2 separate regions of the Mus musculus genome follow, and region 1 is linked to region 2. The links are chromatin contacts, called in public ChIA-PET maps. All regions are on one chromosome and are shown on one strand. Each heading gives the region's core, a stretch centred on a gene start, on an enhancer-like site or on the middle of the called end of the contact. The rest is flanking DNA. Distances are from core to core; before and after follow the strand shown.

Evidence for each region. ChIA-PET counts read pairs in DNA pulled down with a chosen protein or histone mark.
Region 1: an H3K27ac ChIA-PET map of liver shows a contact between it and region 2, with 7 times the contacts expected there. The contact joins two enhancer-like sites. A contact is called at or near these places in 5 of 484 Hi-C or Micro-C datasets (LSK cells, bone marrow-derived macrophages, liver and 1 more) and 15 of 115 datasets of contacts at active chromatin or transcription factors (CD8 T cells, DN3 thymocytes, the HPC-7 cell line and 12 more).

The regions. Positions count from the first base shown.
Region 1 is chr2:11,533,030-11,536,808 of GRCm38.p6, forward strand. It overlaps a transcript of Pfkfb3 not described here. Among named protein-coding and RNA genes, the nearest start is that of Gm10851, 13 kb to the left of the region's middle. Within about 2 kb of position 2,077, at least 339 of the 459 cell types and tissues checked have an H3K27ac peak or open chromatin away from gene starts, as enhancers often do. A contact at or near this core is called in liver, where this site is marked.
Region 2 is chr2:11,361,331-11,365,132 of GRCm38.p6, forward strand. The region is part of intron 1 of 8030442B05Rik (RIKEN cDNA 8030442B05 gene); the gene reads right to left. Among named protein-coding and RNA genes, the nearest start is that of Gm13291, 22 kb to the right of the region's middle. Within about 2 kb of position 1,856, at least 37 of the 459 cell types and tissues checked have an H3K27ac peak or open chromatin away from gene starts, as enhancers often do. A contact at or near this core is called in liver, where this site is marked.

The DNA of each region.
Region 1 (3,779 bases), core at 827-3,326, 170 kb after region 2:
TCCCAATGGTCCCCTCTTCCCTTCAGTGTCACCTATGCCACCCCCCCCCGTTAAAATCAAGTCTCTCAAGCAGAGAAGATCTACTCTTCAGCGATGATGCCAGTCTTTGAGACGCCCACTGAGTCATGGTGGCTTCGTTTTAGCTACCTATAGCCTTCCACTCACTGAGATGCCGCTCTACTGGTTACCATGGATACCCATATTATACTTTTCCAGGCCCAAGAGTAAGAATGCAAAAGGTGTTCTCCCCAAGGGCCATCTAAGGCCAACATGACTTCAGGAACTCTAAAAACAAAAACAAAATACAAAAAAACAGCACTCATTACAGAGAAGCAACCAGGTGTGAATGCTGCCTTGGGTAAATCCTTCTAAGCAAAACACAAACAAAACCCACCAAACAAACAAAACTTTGATATCAAAGTTTCAGGATGGGTTCTTAGTCTGAGCTACATGAGGCCCTGACTCAAAAAGAAAAACACAGAAGGAAATTTTTATCTAAAACATTTAGCACCTCTGAAAGTTCGTGCTTCATTCTGCAGCCCAGGCTGGCCTGGAATTCATAGTTTGTAGCCTAGACTGCCCTTGACTCGTGGCAATCCTCCTGTTTCTGACTCTTGAAATAAGGGATATTAGTACCTACCCTGTAGGATAGTAGGGGCAGGGGCAGGCCTGTTTGTGTATTTGTGTGTGTACATCTTTTAAAGGCAAGATCTCACGTAGCCCAGCCTGGTCTCTAACTTGCTATGAAGCTAAGACTGGCCTTGAATTCCTGATCTCTTGACTACCTGCTAGGATTATACATATATACGATCATACCCAGATATCCCTAGGGTAATACCAAACCAAAACCCAGGGACCACAGAGCTGATGCAGACCAGCATCTCTCTCCTGACTTTTCAGGGAAGTAGACTCTGTGTTATCTTCTAGGTAATAAGTACTCAGGTCAAATTCATCCTTAAGACACAGCTCTGAGCCGGGCAGTGGTGGCGCACGCCTTTAATCCCAGCACTCGGGAGGCGGAGGCAGGCAGATTTCTGAGTTCGAGGCCAGCTTGGTCTACAAAGTGAGTTCCAGGACAGCCAGGGCTATACAGAGAAACCCTGTCTTGAAAAACCAAAAAAATAAAAATAAAAATAAAAAAATAAAAAAAAATAAGACACAGCTCTGCAGATCTAATCTGCTTTGAGGAGGGGAAGGGTTAGAAAGCTGGGGACAGGGTAGGAAACAATGAACAGCTGCTGATATCACGATGCCGTTGTATTTGTTAAACCCATAGTCAGGATCATACTTCCTGGTGAGGTGGAGATGGGACATCCTTCCTTAGTGCTGGGCAGTCCTTTTCCACCTGTACATAGAGCAGCAACACACCTTAAAGAGCGAACCTTCCAGACCAAATGATAAATCGACGCAGAACCCTGCAGACTATATCACTTTTTGCAAGGTCATCTACCTATCTATCATCTATCTATCTACCTATCTATCATCTATCTATCTATCTATCTATCTATCAGGATAAATTCTTTTATGGATACACAAAGGCTTGGGGTACGCAAGATGAAAACTGAGTTTTAGGCACCCATCTCTCTCTCCTGTGAATGTGAACTTCTAGCTCAATCTGATTCCTGGACAGAACCCTATAATTTTTCAGTAATGAATCTCAAATTTGGCTCCTATAAGTTTATATCCCCCGAGGCAAAAGCAAGACCAACACAACCTCCTGTTTACCCAGCCTTCCAAATACTAGCAGATCGAAATCATGAGCCTCTCCTATCCTGCCCTTATCTTGCATCCCCACTGCTTACAAGGAAGCCTCACATGACATTTCCACTCTCACCGGCTCAGCAACTCTTCCTGTCCTCTTAGCTAAGTGTTGTGTGTAGTCACAGATGCAATGCATTCTAGGTCCTATGAACTAAGATGGTAATGGGCAGCCTCAGGGGTTCTCAGAGCCTTACCCTAAAGCTAGCTTTGGCTTCCTCGTTTCTGGACCAAAGCGATCATCTAGATCGGAAGCATTCTTCTCACAGCAGCTTCCGTGAGTTATTTACACAAATGCCCAGCAGAACATCGCGTCCGTGATCAGGGGGGTTGGCATACTCTGCTGCCAAGCAATTGTACTACTGTCGAAGATTAAAAACACTCTGTGCTCTTAGGCAATCGCCCAAGTTCAAGGTTTCAAAATTTAAAAGAGAGAGAGAGAGAGAGAGAGAGAGAGAGAGAGAGAGAGAGAGAGAGAGAGAGAGAGAGAAAGGAAAAATAGATTTTTAAAATAGACCTGTCCTTGTAACTGTTTTTCTTTTGTGGGTTTGCAAGCCCACCCCGGCCGCACCCGCCTCTCGGTTCCTCTACAGTTATTTACAAAGCGTAGCGGCTCCCAGGCCTTCTTGGAAAATTCCCTTTGCCAGGAAGGCGACCCAGCGGGCCAGCAGAGGCGGGAAGCCCAGGGACTGCAAGCCCTCCACCCATGCCTGCGGTGCACAGACACGTGCGTGCGACAACTGGGAGCACAGACGGGCACGTGAACTCAGCGTGCCGTACAGTCCCGAGGGGAGGAGCGAGCGCTGACCAGCTCGTGGGCCGGCCGTGCGCCGCAGCCAATCTACGCAGACCTGCTTCTAGGCCACGCCCCTTTGTTGCCAGCTGCTGCGTCCCGAGCTGACCTCTTCAGGATGGTGAGACAGCGGGCAGTCTCTGCCCAGGCTGCGCGCAGTGCTACCCACCACTTTTCTGGGCGCGGATACAGTAGAGGATGCCGTCCCTATGTTCCTATAAGGGATCTCAGAGACAGGGTTCCTCCCCTACACTAGGTTGGGTTGTCGGGTTCTTCCGGGTCCTCTTCCCTGGTAACCACTTCAGGACATAAGCCTACCTTCTTCGTTGCTTCCACCCCCATAGCCACTCTCAGAAATCAGAGGCAGAAAAGAATGTTCCAGGGTTGACATTCAATCTACTGAAGTGTTTGGTTTGTTTTTTGTCTTCGGTTACTTTTCTGAACTAGACAAGTCTTTAATCCCAACATTCTAGAGGCAGAAGGTAGTGGATTTCTAGGAGTTTTAAGCCAGCCTGAGTTACATAATGAGTTCTGACAAGCCGGAGCTAGATGGTGAGACCTAATAAATAAATGAATAAATAAGTTAATGATTAATTTTTGGAAGCCAAACGTGGCAGTAGTCCACAACTGTAAGCACAGCGCTTGGAAGGCGGAGGCAGGAAGATCAGAATTTCGGGGTCATATTATAGTGAGTAAGGAGACAGTCTAGGCTACATAAGACTCCATCTCAAACGCCAGTTTCAAAATGTGAGGTTTCTTCATTTAAATTTTAGCGAACATACAAAATAATGGGTTTCATTGTAAAATTTTCTTACATATATGTCATTGTAGTTTGCTATTACTATTATCTTCATTTGGAGGGACGGATCTTGCTGTGTAGATCTTGCTGTTGCCCTCAAAACCAAGTTCCTCCTGCTTTAGCCTCTGTAGCCTCTTTAGCCTGGTGCTGGATTTCAGATGTGCACCTCCAAGCCCAGAAACAAAAAACAACTTTTTGGTTTTTTAAAGTAGTACGTGCTCATTGGGCAATGACGAAAAGATACCAAAAAAAACTATGTTTTTTGTTTGTTTTAAAACTAGTATATGTTCATTGGGCAATGGTTAAAAGAACATCAAATAACTGTGGTGGTATTTCCTTCTAAATTTCCATATATTTGAGATACTTTATAATGCCCCAGGAGCTCTGGTATTTGACCTCACTGATTGCCCTTTACAAAATGTCATTGCT
Region 2 (3,802 bases), core at 606-3,105:
TGCACTGAGCGGGTGAGGGGGCCAGAGACGTACCCCACAATATGCCTTGGGGGCATATGGAGAATTTTAAACTAAAGGCAACTGGAGCTTTTGACTTTTCCCATACTTCCAAAACCTAGAGAGTACACTTTCCCCCTTCAAAAAGCATTTTTAATGCTACAATTACAATGGAAATTTCCACCTTCAGTAGAAGAGCTGCAACCAGAGATGCCACCATCTACAAGCATGGCAGCCGTTCTTTGACACATACCATCTCCTGGACATGTCACAACTTTCATCGCCCTCCTCCCCCAATAACCCACACCCCATTTCATCTGATTAGCCTATGATGGTTTATAGGCCTCATTTTGAGCCATTTTAAAAAATGAATTCTTGTATACATTCAAAATAAAAACACTTCCCCCCTCTTGTTAATGTGTCAGCTTGAACACGACCCCCCAAACCATGAACCTAGAAAGATACCAAGGCAAGGGCGGTCCCAGCTCTCAGCCAGTGTGTCTGTTGCAGAGAGATGGCAGGGATAGCTTAGAAAACATCAGCAGCCATTCTGGGAGGAAGAGCACAGGGTCTGAGAGATGTGTTCCTCCCCATCTCTGAAGGGGCAACCTAAATAAGAGCTCCCTAGGACACCCACCTGTCTTTGTTCAGGCTCCTGATTAGTCAAATCAAGAGTGGCCTTCTGACCACAACTGTGAATTGGAGGATTATTCCCCCAAGTTCCTGAGATAGTATTAACCATTTGTCTTTAGCACTGGTGCAGCAAAAGCCTAAAATGATTTTAAACACCCAAGTCAGAATTTCCTCAGAAACTTCAGGGTCTGAAAGTGCCCAGCGGGTGTGTGCCAGACTCCAAAGCAAAGTAAGTTATTGGTGAGTGCCGCAGGCCACCTGCTCAGGACAACCAACCGGCCCATCACAGCAGAAGGAAGTGACTGGTTTATACGCTGTTACCTTAATGATTAGCAACCGAAGGACACTTTGTCGCGCCCAGATTCTATAGGGGTGAGAGGGCAGGGCTGAGAGGTGGAGTGAGTGGGAGGTCAGGGGTGGGAGGTGGAGTGGATATCAGGCAGGATGCTTCCTTACAGAACACACAAGGCTAGCATATTCACACCCATCAACTGCAGTCCTTTCTTGAGCTGTTTCCTGATATTTTAGCAAAGTATTGCATGAGGTAAAGAAGTACAGCACAAAGAAATGTGAGCCTGAGACAATTAAGCTGAATGGTTTATGGAAGTTTATGGTTATAATGGTTTATTTTACCACAAAAAATAATTTGGGATTTTTAAAAATTCTTTATTCTGTTCCGTGTGTGTGTGTGTGTGTGTGTGTGTGTGTGTGTGTGTGTGTGTGTGCTGCATACAGAGATCATGCCTCATAGAACAGCATTCAGGACCCAGATCTCTCCTCCCTCCTTGTTGAAGCCATCTGCCTCATTTCTGCCATGCTGTGTGTACCAGGCTTGCTGGCCTGGAACCTTGCCAAATAGGCTAAACTATTCAATGGCCAGCAAGCTTCCAGGGCCAGCAAGCCTGTCTCTACCTTCCACCTCACTGTTTCTAGGATTGTAAGTGTCTGGCTTTTTATATGGGTTCTAGGGCTCTGGACGCAGGTCCCTCATATTTACTATATATTTTATTTACCTACTAAGTCATCTCCCCACCCACTTGAGACTTTTCTATTCTTGTTCTGTTATATTGAAGCTGAACTGGAAAATAAAGCCATTATGGCAATCATTTATGAAGAAAATCAATGGAGGATTTTAATCAATGAAACTCTACCCAGAATGCCTTTTATACGTGCCAGCAGGATTGCTCAGTAGAGGAAGACTTGCTGCCAAGCCTGACAGTCTATCTACAGTCCCCCATACTGACACGGTAGGAGAGAGCTGAACCCTGTAGTTGTTCTCTGACCTCCACACCTGCACTGTGGCATAAGCACATGCTCACACCAACGGTAACTAAACGTAATTACAAGTGTTTAAAGGCCTGGCACCAAAATTCAAGCATGGATGCCCTTGCTATGTTAGGTGAGAGTGCTGTGCTGTGTTGGCTTCAGTCTTTCATCTCCTTTACTAACCGCCTCTTTGATTATTCAACCAATCACAGCAGTTAAGGGAGCCTGCACAGATTCCATTCCACCTGGATGGGCCTTAATGGGTACGTAAGTTTCCACCCAGAAGATGTAGAAAGCAATAACCTGGGTGGAGGAACATGGTGCAACAGAGTCACAGAAGCATGAACGGACATGATGTGTTCGGAATTGGTAGGCTATCAACTGGGACAAGGAAACAGGGCGGGTAGGGCACCCGAGGAAGAAATGTCAGACACACTGGTCCCCCATTCCTCCCGGCCTTGAAAATCATTCTAAGACAGTTGGACCAACCCTTCAGTGTCACCAACCACAAACGTTTTCCTTGGGTTGATGTTTTCATGCAAACCCAAGGTTAAGTACAGCCCTGAACTGAAGGAAGAGAGGACCAGTCCCAGGTGGTTTCAACAAGAGTCTGTGCTAAGAGGTGACAACATTCTGACAAATAGTGACTTAAAAAGTAAGTAAATAAATACATAAACAAAATAAATGGAAATGTGAAAAAAAAAGATATAACAGGCATTTTGCAAGTAAAATTGACAGTTGTAAACACAAGGTTTTGTTTGCTTTGAGGAACAGGAAACTCCGGGAGCCTTCACCTAGGCATGTGTCATTTTTAACAGGGACAAATGACGATCAGCTGGCTGTTACATATAGTGTACAGACTGTTACCTTAAGCAGAAAGTGAAAGCAGGACTTAGTGGGAAAATCCCAGACCCTTCTAGTTCTAAGTAAACTGAAAACAGGCAGGAGAACTACGGAAAGCCTGGACTCTCCCAGGATTCAAGGCATGGCCAGACAGAATTGGGACATTGTCTCTGTCATTGTTGTTTTAGCACATTCTCATGCCAATAGAATAGACCGTGTAACCAAAAACTAGAACTCAAAAATCCTTTTCTAATGGGACTAGACACTTTGTACCTATGCCAGCTGCCCTTGCACCTACCAAGACTATTAAATTGAAGTCAGTTAAACTGCACTGGTGAAAGGGGCCAAGATAAGCTTTAATTCTTCCAATTAAAGAAAAATCCTCTGAGATGTTTCCAGCAAAATTCAAGCTTTAAGCTCTGTCAACAGTCCTTAATTCAACACAATCTAAAGAGGTTTACCTACAGGTTATACCTTTCATATCTGTGTAGCTTGACATCAGAGGTGCCCACTATCATTTGGAAACTATGATCTTGTGGGTGGGCCTTGTCTGTGTTGTGCTTAGACCGTAGCAAGAAAAACTGATACATAAGTAATTATGAATGTTCTAGTTTCATTTCTGTTGTTGTGATCATCTAACCTGGGGGGTGGGGTGGGAGGTGGAAGGCCACTTTAAAAAGAAAAAGGTTTATTTCAACTTACAATTCCGGGTTGTGGGAAAGTCAAAGCTAGAACTTCAAATCGCTAGTCATATCACATCCATAGTCACGAGAAGGGAGAAATGAAGACACACTTATTTATTTGTTTGTTTGTGCTCATCTTAAAAGTGGAGACACTTTTAAGCAGTTCATGGCCTAGGTAATGGTGCTGCCCATAGTGGGCTTAATCTCCCTACATCAATTAATTTAAATGACAATCTCTCACAGATGTGCCCACTGGCCAGCTCTATGTAGAGAGCTCACTGAGACTTTCTTTCCCTGTGATTCTAGGTTGTGTCAAACTGAAATTGAAAAGTAACATCCTAAGTAAAAATAAATGTCCCGTGGTGGAAAGAGGTCACAAG